Linked DNA regions of Sus scrofa: region 1 is linked to region 2. Evidence: chromatin contacts called from public Hi-C data. All regions are on one chromosome and are shown on one strand. Each heading gives the region's core, a stretch centred on a gene start, on an enhancer-like site or on the middle of the called end of the contact. The rest is flanking DNA. Distances are from core to core; before and after follow the strand shown. Region 1 overlaps NAV2 (neuron navigator 2). Region 2 overlaps NAV2 (neuron navigator 2).

What was found. A called contact is a pair of places that touch in the nucleus more often than the background predicts.
Region 1: a contact with region 2 is called in a Hi-C map of heart right ventricle, with 10 times the contacts expected there. The contact joins two enhancer-like sites. A contact is called at or near these places in 1 of 47 Hi-C or Micro-C datasets (heart right ventricle) and 1 of 2 datasets of contacts at active chromatin or transcription factors (skeletal muscle).

The regions. Positions count from the first base shown.
Region 1 is chr2:39,833,062-39,838,132 of Sscrofa11.1, reverse strand. All of the region lies in intron 2 of NAV2 (neuron navigator 2), which reads left to right. Among named protein-coding and RNA genes, the nearest start is that of NAV2, 250 kb to the left of the region's middle. Within about 2 kb of position 3,577, at least 23 of the 83 cell types and tissues checked have an H3K27ac peak or open chromatin away from gene starts, as enhancers often do.
Region 2 is chr2:39,683,659-39,689,037 of Sscrofa11.1, reverse strand. All of the region lies in intron 2 of NAV2 (neuron navigator 2), which reads left to right. Among named protein-coding and RNA genes, the nearest start is that of NAV2, 400 kb to the left of the region's middle. Within about 2 kb of position 2,522, at least 10 of the 83 cell types and tissues checked have an H3K27ac peak or open chromatin away from gene starts, as enhancers often do.

The DNA of each region.
Region 1 (5,071 bases), core at 2,328-4,827, 150 kb before region 2:
GTTCTTTTGTTTTGTTTTGTTTTGTTTTGTTTTGCTTTTTAGAGCCACACTTGTGGCAAATGGAGATTCCCAGGTTAGGAGTCAAATCGGAGCTACAGCTGCCAGCCTACACCACAACCACAGCATCAGATCCTGGCCACGTCTGCGACCTACACCACAGCTCACAGCAACGCCAGATCCTTAACCCGCTGAGCGAGGCCAGGGATGGAACCCGTAACTTCATGGTTCCTAGTAGGATTCGTTTCCATTGCGCCATGGCAGGAACTCCGGTTATTGTTCTTATTTCCATTTTTCTGATTTAAAAAAACATGAGACAAGGCTAGTAAGTCATGTAACCAAAGGGCATGGGGTAGGATGCAGTGGGTGGCCTTGGGCTTGAACTCCTCGTCTGTCCTGCTCTCCACGTGCATGTTCCTTCCACCTCATCATGCGACTTTAATGGCCTTATCTGAGGCCATACAGGGAAACATACAAGCAGAGATGGCCAATGGCTGTCCGTTGGGTGCAAACATCATTTCCTTATCAAGCCCTCTGATGGGCTCAGCCTGGCTGAGCTGCTGGGATCACTCACAAGAAGCAGGCCTTTCCCTGTTGTCAGGATGCTTTTCTGGTCTCTGCAAGACCTCAGAGGAGGGAAAGGGCTTCAGAGTATCAACCACAGGAGTGAAGAAGAAAGGATGGCTTTCAGAAACTTTTCAGATATATTTGTGGTGGCAAATGCAGAAGCTGAGGAGGGCAAAGTTCAGATGTCTGTTCATCAAAGAACAGAGCCTATGATGTATGAGTCATCTTTTAACATCAAAAATCTTCCTCCAGGAGTTCCTGTCGTGGCTTAGTGGTTAATGAACCGGACTAGCATCCATGAGGATGCGGGTTTGATCCCTGGCCTCAGTCAGTGGGTTAAGGATCTGGCGTTGCTGTGAGCTGCGGTGTAGGTTAAGACATGGCTGGGATCCCCCGTTGCTGTGGCTGCTATAGCTCCAATTTGACCCCTAGCCTGGGAACTTTCATATGCCACGGGTGCGGCCCCAAAAAGACAAAAACAAAACAAAAAACACAAAAACTTCCTCCAGATGAAATCTTGGATGAGAGATCCACATGCAAACAGATTAAAAATGGAGATGTTTGGGGGAGTTGCGGTTGTGGCTCAGCAGGTTAAGACCCCGACATTGTCTTCTTGAGGCTGCAGGTTCAATCCCTGGCCTTACTCAGTGGGTTAAGGATCTGGCGTTGAGGCAAGCTGCCGCATAGGTGGCAGGTGCAGCTCAGATCCATTGTTGCTGTAGCTGTGGTGGTGTAGGCTGACTATTGCAGCTCTGATTTGACCCCTGGCCTAGGAATTTCCATATGCCGCAAGTGTGATCTTAAAAAGAGAAAAAAAATTGGAGGTGTTTTGACAAGCATCATGGTGGGGGTCCCAGATCACGGCCCATTGGGATGCCCGTGACCTGCCAGTGGGGTCTGGAGGCCCTGCCCTACCTGCAGGATTCCTCTCCCTCTACCCCTTCCTCCCGCTGGGAGCAGACATTGAGCTGCACCCAGTGGTATGACCATACTTTAAAAGCGGCTGGTGACTCTGCACTGCCCCAAGCTCTCTGTGCCCCCTGACCAGTGCCCCCAACCTGCCAGCCCCTGCCTCAACCCCCTGACCTCCCAACAGTCCAGAACCTAACAGGAAGGCCCGGCTCGCAGCAGGGCTCTGGAACCCTGTGCTGCAGCACATGCTGTCTGGGTCCTTGCCATGCCAATTATTTATTATGTCACGTATCCCCAGTCCTTGGGTCTTGTGCACCTGCTCTTCCCAATGATGGGTATTTTTGCTCATAAACATTCTTTTCTGCGGGGATGCCCTCCTCTCCTCCCTGTCGGCCCGGGCAGCTCCTGTACATCCTTTCAGATCGCCTCCTTCATGAAGCCCTCCCCGCTGGCTCCAGGGAGCATTCACGACTCCCTCTGAAACCTAACTCTCGTATGGTCTTTTTCATACTAAATGACAGATACTTGTTTATCTGCCTGCTTTCCCCACCAGACTGCATATTTTAAAAAGACAGACTGAGGCGAAATCATTCCCTCTCCAGGAAGCAGCCCGTCATAGGCCTGCCGTCAGATGGAATAAGGGTCTCTGTGGTCCAGCAAAGGCATTCCCAGGGTCCTTTAATTCGGCTGCTTCAGGACCAGCAGTGCTGGAGCTAAGGACTAAGTTCCCTAGAGGCTTCATCTTCCTCATCCAGGCATCTCCCGGTTCCCAGGACAGTGCCTGGTACACACAGTGCCCACCATCCATGTTCGTAGAAGCCTGGATGTCCTGACCGATGCTGCTTTTGGTAGATGGGATGCGTGTATTATCACCACAACCCTGCGACGTGGGTCTGACGTTTATCATGTGAGTGTGTTACATGAGGCTCAGACATGTTCAGTGGCTTGTCCAAGGTCACTCTTAGTACGTGGAGGAGCTGGGACTTGAACTCCAAAAGCCAAGTTCTTGGTTAGCCTCTACCCTGTACTCTGCTCACTTCCTTCACGGGGCTGCCTTTCCCATCCATCCTTAGAAATCCATCCTCAGATGCAGGAACTGGCCAGCTCACCCTCCTTTGCTGCCCTAAGACCAGGTGACATAGCGCAGGATTGGGGCCACTGACCAAGAGAGAAGATGGGCCATCTGGGGCCTAGCCATCCATGTGGCGGTCTTGGCCTCTGGACCCTGTCCCAGCTTCTTTTCTGGGTTCCCCAGCCTGTCACAGTCAGCCTCCTCGTCCCTCCGTGTCCTTCACCCCCTATCTTTTTCACAGCTCTATTTCCCCTCTTGTCAACAGATCGCTCAACAAAATGTTTTCCATCATTGCTGGCTAATTTTAGCCCTTTATCAGAGTTATTTCCTTCGGTAAATAGCTTCCTGGCATGGGGTGGGCAGCCTAGCTCCGGCGCCAGCGAGTGCGGCGCGGGCAGGAGGTGTGCAAGTGGGTGGGCACCTGAGAGGGGGGAGGAACCAGCCACACAGGCCAGAGCCGGCCTTGGGGGCTGCTTTCTGCTTTGGTGGCCATGAAGGCAGCAAGATGCTCATTCATTTCCCATTTCAATTCGTTAAAACCGTTCTTTGAGAAGGCGGCGTGTGCCGAGGGCCTTGGAAGCAGACAATCAGCGACAGGCGCCCAAAATAGCCTCGAAATCAGCAGCATTTTGTTTTGCTCCCTGCTTTTCATGCCCACAAGGGGAGGAAAGAAAGGATCCAGAGCAGTTTCTGCGTCCAAACACACATCTATTTTACAATAAGACAAATGACTCGTATTCCTGCTATTAAATCCAGCAGCGTCCCCTCCCCACCAGCCACCCCTTCTCCCAGGACCTCGCCAACATTTCCTTTTGTGGCTGCAAGAGAAGAAAAGAGTGGCTCACGCCTTCTCCAGTGCAGCGTGCCTCTGCCTCCTCCGGCTCTGCCTGCAAGCTTGGCTTTTACAAGCTGGGATTTTAATAAATTAACGCCACTCGTGCTGCTGCAGCTGCTGTAATGGCTTTCCAGAAGGTGCTGCGAGAGCCAGGCTCTGCTGGAGAGAAATGAGCCAGTGATTTGCTAGTGGAAGCCTCTTGGCCCCAGCCAGAGGTGACGCCAGGCCTTTGCAGAAAGCCTGGCTGCTCTCTGAATGCTACCCACTGTCCCTGCGTTTCTAACAGGGCTGGGGGACAAGCCTCAGATCCTGGAGGAGAGTCCCTGCTGGCCATGGAGGGAGCACATGCCGGGGGGAGGGGAGCCTCGAGGGGGGGAGCAGGAGACCTGGTCCCCAGCCCTAGCCCTGCCCTGATTCACAAGTGACCTTGTTTAAGCTACCAACCCCTTTAAGACCAGTTCCTGGGGGAATAAACTATGGGGCAGGAATTCCTGTAACCCCTATCTGAGGGGGTTACAAACCCAACTAGTGTCCACGAAGATGCAGGTTTGATCCCTGGCCTTGCTCAGTGGGTTGAGGATCCAGTGTTGCTGTGAGCTGTGGTGTAGGTCGTAGGCATGGCTCGGATTCCCAGTTCTGTGGCTGTGGCGTAGGCTGGCGGCTACAGCTCCCATTCAACCCCTATAGCCCGGGAACTTCCATATGCTGGAGGTGCAGCATAAAAAAGCAAAAAATAAATAAATAAAAAAATAAACTAGAGGGCGATCCTCTCCTTTATAGCAATTACACAGTGAGAATATAACACTTACGTGTAGAATATTTTGACCATCTAGAGTCGGGGGGTCTGTGTAGTTAGGCCCATGACCAGATCTGGTTATGCACCAAATCTGGTTGTGCCCCAAATCTGGTTATGCACCCATTTATGTCTTCAGCTGCTTGCACACTACAGTGGCCGAGCTGAGCAGTTGTCACACAGGGATTGGATGGACCCCAAAGCCTAAAGCATTTACCGTCTGGCTCTTTACTGAAGAAGTTCATCAATCCCTGGTCTAGATGGGAAGTTCAAGAGCAGAAACTCTGTCCCCTCTGAGAGGTTTAGGGACACTCTCAAGATGACTCAGTAAGTGGCCTAAAAGGAAATATGAGTCTGGAAGGCCCAACATCCAGGGCTATCAGGGAAGTTATCAATTAAATGTACACAAGTAGAAGTGGAATTTGACAAAAAAGAAATCCCTCCCAAGAATAAAAGTCATATGATGCATGAGGCGGGTGGGTGGTGAGGTCAGCGTCTGGGATAAAGATTCTGAGCAGGGACTCCCATGCAGGCAGATTCACCACCACTTCTGAACCACGCAGCCCTGGAAAAGTATGTGCTTTACCTGTCCGAGCCTCAGTTGCCTCATTTGTAAAAGGGTACAATAATCTTTATTTTGCAAGACCATTATGAGGATTTAGCATGATAATCTAAGCAAAATGCTATTTTTTTTTTTTTTGGTCTTTTTAGTGCTGCACCCACGGCATATGGAGGTTCCCAGGCTAGGGGTCTAATAGGAGCTACAGCTGCTGGCCTACACCACAACCACAGCCACGCCAGATCCAAGCCACGTCTGCGACCCACACTACAGCTCACGGCAACACCAGATTCTTAACCCACTGAGCCAGGCCAGGGATCGAACCCGCAACCTCAT
Region 2 (5,379 bases), core at 1,273-3,772:
AGCCTCAGGGCCTTTGCCCTTGCTATTCTTTCTGCCTAGAGTGCCTTCCTAGATATTCACATGGCTCATTCCCTTGCCCTCAGTCTCTGCCTAGATGCTACTTTATAAAGGTGCTGTTTCTGACCATCCTATATAAAATAGCAATCCATCCTTTTATGTCTTCTTACCTTGCTTTATTTTTCTCCAGAATCAGAGCAGTTTCTCCTCCAGACATGTTATGCATTTATTTGTCTTGTGTCTTCCTCTGTGAGACTTTCAGCTCCACGAGAACAACGGCTTTGTCTATCTTGTTCAAAGTTGTATCCCCCGTACCTAGAACAGTGTCCAGCACGTAGTAGGTGCTTACTCAACATTTAGTGACTAAACAACAGGGACTCGTGCAAGATTTCAGGCAGGTCTGGGACTAGCATCTAGGTCTGACTCCCCAGTCCAGGATGCTTAAGTAAGCTACTCTTTTATTAGAGAATGCTATTCACTATTTCTACAGACACTACTAAGAAACCTACAGTGTGTTCCTTAAGATGCTAATAGGTCAAACTGTCCTCCCTTTGACAGTTTTGCATCTTTTGTAGGGGCTCTTTTTGCAAAGGGTGGATGAGTGTGTCTTACTGTAATGATCAATGTCTTAATGCAGCAATGTGAGTGAGTTGGCTGGGAAGAGGTAATACTTTTGATCAGGTTGGGGAATTCCTACCCTACGACTAGACTCTTACTTGGTCCAAGTTTAGGGCTGGATCCACAGTAGTACGTGGAGGTGAGAATTGGATTTGCCCGCGTACACCAATTCCACTCTGTCTTTAGTTTCCCTTCCTTCTCTCCTTCTCTATTCCCACCCCTCCTTCCTCCTCCCTTCCTCCCTCCTTCTTTCCTTCCTTTCTTTCTTTCTTCTGGCCCCCTCTGATGCTTTGACCCTTGGTAATAATAGTACGTTCTGTGTACCAGCAGTAATGGCATCATCTGGAGGCTTGATAGAAATGCAGAGCCTCGGGCCTAGCACCAGAGCCTTGGAATCAGAACTTGCATTTTAACCCAACCCCAAGATCTATCACAGGCAAATTAAAGTTTGAGAAGCAGAGGGACATTTCTGCCCTGAATCCTTCAGAAATATTGAAGAGAAAGCTCCTTCCTGTAAATACTCAGCTGCCTCCTCCATCTGGCGGCGCAGGTCTTTAATCACTCTGTGATTAGGGATGGGGTGGGGGGTGGACAGGGTAACCCTAGAAGAGCGAATCATACAAGAGACTTCTAGAGTCCGTGGCCACTGCCTTTCTTACATCGCTCAGTCTTATTCACCTGTGCACTGGGCTTTGTAGCTTGGTCAGCGTGACAGGAGGCTGTGATCTGTCCAGTAACTGCAGACAGAAGGGAGATCTGGTCTTTAACCTGGGAGCTCAGGATCAGAGGACCCTGGCTCTCCTCTCTGCCTCTGTGCTCTGGGCTGGTCGAGAAGGCATCTTTCAGGAGCTGGAAGCAGGTCCATCCCAACCCTTCTCATAGTGAGCTGTGAGATCCTCTCACCCCTTCTGCAAAGGGAGGACAGCCATTCCTCCAGTCTGAGCAGAGCCTACCTCCCAGGATCCTCTGCTGTTTGGAGGTCTTCTTCCAATTCTCCTTGCATTGCAGCGGGAGATTGCATCACATGATTGCAGCGTGGGGTTGTGAAGGAGTGCATCTTGGAGTACCAATGGGAGGGGCTCGCTCTGGTGGCCACGCTGGGCTCTGCATCCCTGCCTAGGGAAGCCCTGGCAATGGGAAGGTGCTGTGCCAATGTAATCTGTCCCCCTGCTGAGGTGTTTCTTTCAGTCTTGCTATGGCTGGGGATTGATTTGCAGACAGCCCATTGAGAAGAGCGGAGTAGATTAATTGGGCCTCTGAATCAGGCTGTTTGGTGAAATTATTGTCTAACGCTGACGTGAGAGCTTTTTTGCCTCATTCTGTATAAATCGGAGCTGTTGAAAAGCAGCTCACATGGTCACTGGTGCTGCAGAAACTGCCCGTTTTTGCACATACCCCTGGCCCAGGCAGGCATGGGCCACTGCAGGTGGAGAAAGGAGATTTGGTGGCCTCGCTCCGGAGTCCAAAATGGTGGAGGGAGTCGAGGGGGGCTTCTCTTCCTTCCCCAGCTCCCCAAGATTTGTCTCGTTTAATGCCATCAAGTCACCTGGAGGAGGGGCATCCCCAGCCCCCGTCAAGTCCAGGCTGGGCCCTGATGGGAATAGGGAAGCTGTGCCATGACCGAAAGATGATGAGCCTGATGCTAAGATGGTTGTGAGTGTGTGTATATATGCATGGGTGTGTGTGCGTGCATGTGTGTGTGTGTCCAGATGCTCTTGAGAGGCTCGAAAAAACACTTCAACTGCTGGCAGCATCATAGCATGTGAGCAGCGTGGAGAAGCTGAAAGAGCACTGTTCTTAGAGTCAAGAAACTTGCATTTTCTCTCCAGACCCTACTTGAACAAGCCGCATGACCTGGGCGCACGGCCAGTCATTCTTTGCCAGGACCACGTGGAGCTGTCAAAACAGAACACATGTCCAGACGTCTCCCTTCCAGATCTAGGCCTGGGCCAGGGCTTCGGCATCTGTATCTCCCATGCCTCTGCAGGGGACTCTGCTGCACAGTCTGGGGGGAGATCTCTTGGATTTGAGACCAGCTCTTTCAGAGAAGTCAGGATAATGAAGTGGGTGAGACCACGTTGTCATGACCACACAGACTGGGGTTTGGATTCCAGCTCTGTCCTTGTAAGGCGCAGCGTTGGGTGAGTTGCTGATAAACTTGCCCTTTCTTCCTCAGCTGCTCCAGAAGCACATGGGTCAGGTTGTCCCAGGGCTGCTCTGCACATGAGATGCCATAAAGTGTATGGAGCATGTGGCAAGTGCCTGGTATGTGATGCATCCTCCATAAGTGCTAGGTCTCGGGTGTGTGTGTGTGTGTGTGTATGTGTGTGTGTGTTTTCTACTCTACTCTAATATATGGATAGAAACCTCTCTAGTAAGGGCAGGGAGAATGCAGTCGGGAAATGAGATGGCAGAACTCAATTATATTAGTGTAATTTGGCAATACGGAAACCAATTAATTCATTCTTTCAGACAGTTATTAACAGGAAAGGGAGCGTGCAAAGCAAGGTCCTGTGGGGCCAGAGAGATGCTGAGCGTGTACCACTTCCTCCTCCCAAAATAAGTGGTTTTTTTTAATAATGATTTTTATTTTTTCCATTATAGTTGGTTTATAGTGTTCTGTCAATTTTCTCCTGTATAGAAAAGTGACCCCGTCTCTCTCTCTCTCACACACACACATATATATTATTTTTCTCACATTACCATGCTCCATCACAAGTAGCTAGATATAGTTCCCAGTGCTCTACAGCAGGACTTCATTGCTTACCCAGTGTTTCTTAAACTCCACTGTGCATCCATATGACCAGGGAGATTGTGAAATATGTAGACTCCTAGGCCTCAGCGTCAGAGACTCTGATTTTGCAGATTTGGATGAGGCCCAAGAATTTGTATTTTTTTTTTGTCTTTTTGGGGCGCCACCCATGGCATATGGAGGTTCCCAGGCTAGGGGTCAAATCTACAGCTGCCAGCCTACATCACAGCCACAGCAACTCGGGATCCAAGCTGCATCTGCAAGCTACACCACAGTTCACGGCGACACCAGTTCCTTAACCCACTAAGCGAGGCCAGGGATCAAACCTGCAACCTCATGGTTCCTAGTCAGATTCGTTTCTGCTGCACCACGACGAGAACTCCAAGAATTTGTATTTTTGACAAGCATGATCGATCACGTGAGTGTTCAGAAGCTGGTCCACAGCCCCCGCTCTCTGACAAAGGCTGGTCCAGAGGGAGAAATCAACTGCGATGATTCAGAGAAGGAGGGAGCTGAGTGAGTTCGGAGCCTAGATAAGGTGCAAAGAGCTAGGTCTGGATGCATGCATGCAAGATCTGGGGAAAAGAGGGCAGCATATTAAGGATTTGGGGTGAGGAGCGGATGAGGGCAGGCTCTGGTGGACAGAGAACCCTAGCTCTTCTCCCTGCTGCTGGGGGCTGGTGTTGCTGTGGAGAGTGGGCATCGTACCAGGATGTCAGGCATGGTGAAGGGTTATCTGGGACGTCTGGTGAAGGGCTGTGAGCCCAGAGTGTGTGCGCCTTCAGCCTCTGCTTAAGGCTCAAGCTGGCTGCCTCTAAGTTGTCTGGCAGTGCCCATAGGTTTCAGCATCTCTCTCTCTGCTGGCTCATTCAGAGAGCTGAGCCCAGGAACAAGCCAGTGGAAGGACCTGGAGGGGTCAAGTAGATGTGAGGTGCTCAGGACTCTGGAGGTGGGGAGTGGGCAGAAAGGGCAGCAGAGACAAGGTGGAGAGTTGGCTGTCCCTCTCACTGCTCCTTATCACGGGCTGTGGGAGCTACACCTCCCAGCTGGTGTCCCCTTGTTAAAGCCTGAACCAAGATATCCCCCTAGCAGTGGACTTTGGACCTGCTGGTCACAGGAGAGCACTTTTTCTGGGGTCTTCAGTGGATCAGAAATATGAAGGATGGAGGGGACAGGAACATTTATTCAGCACCTACTATGTACCAGGCTTCATGCTCACGTGGTTTATCTCCTTCAGTGTCCACTTTAGGAGGTAGGTATCAGGAGCATTGTTTTACAGATAGAGCAAGACAGGCTCAGAGAGGTGAAGCAACTTGCCCAATCCTACACAGCTAGGACGTGGCAAAGCCTGGGCTGGAATTCGCTCTGTCTGGCTCTGGTGCATCACCCTCAGACCCTCAGTGAATGGAGGGGAGGCCCTGCTGCTCGGCCCTCAGGTGGGGGCCCCTCGGAAGTCCAGCTGCCCAGCTGGACAAGGGGCACTGTGTGGGCAGAGCGCCCTGGAGTCTCGTGACATGGGGGCATTTCTGTGCCCTCTGTCAACAATCCAGTCTTCAGTTATGCTGCCCTGGCTGCCGGCTGCTTTCGCCACAGCCAGACCCCCCCCACCCACACAAGCGAAGGCTGCGGCCAAGGGCACCCCAGAGAGGGAGGAGGAAGTGCCCCCCCAGCGGGGGCCTTTGCCCAACCCCTGAATGGCCCCATTGAGGCACAGGCAGGGTGACAATGAGCCTGTTGGGGTGTTCGGTCTGGGTCTGCTGAGGTGAGAGGGCTGGGGCCGGGCAGCCAGCACTGACTCTGAGGCCAGATGCTGACTTCCAGGGCTGGGAGCCAGCGCCTCTGACGTGCTCCGAAATGCCAGCTCCGCTTAACGGGGAGCAGCTGCGGCGGGCTCCACACTCCTCCCCGTGCCAGGAAAACGGCGAACCCGGCTCCCAGCCACAGGCCAGCCCTCAGCCTCCTCCCCTTCCCCGGGCTGGACCCTTGGGAGCTGGGGACTATGGTTGGTCCTT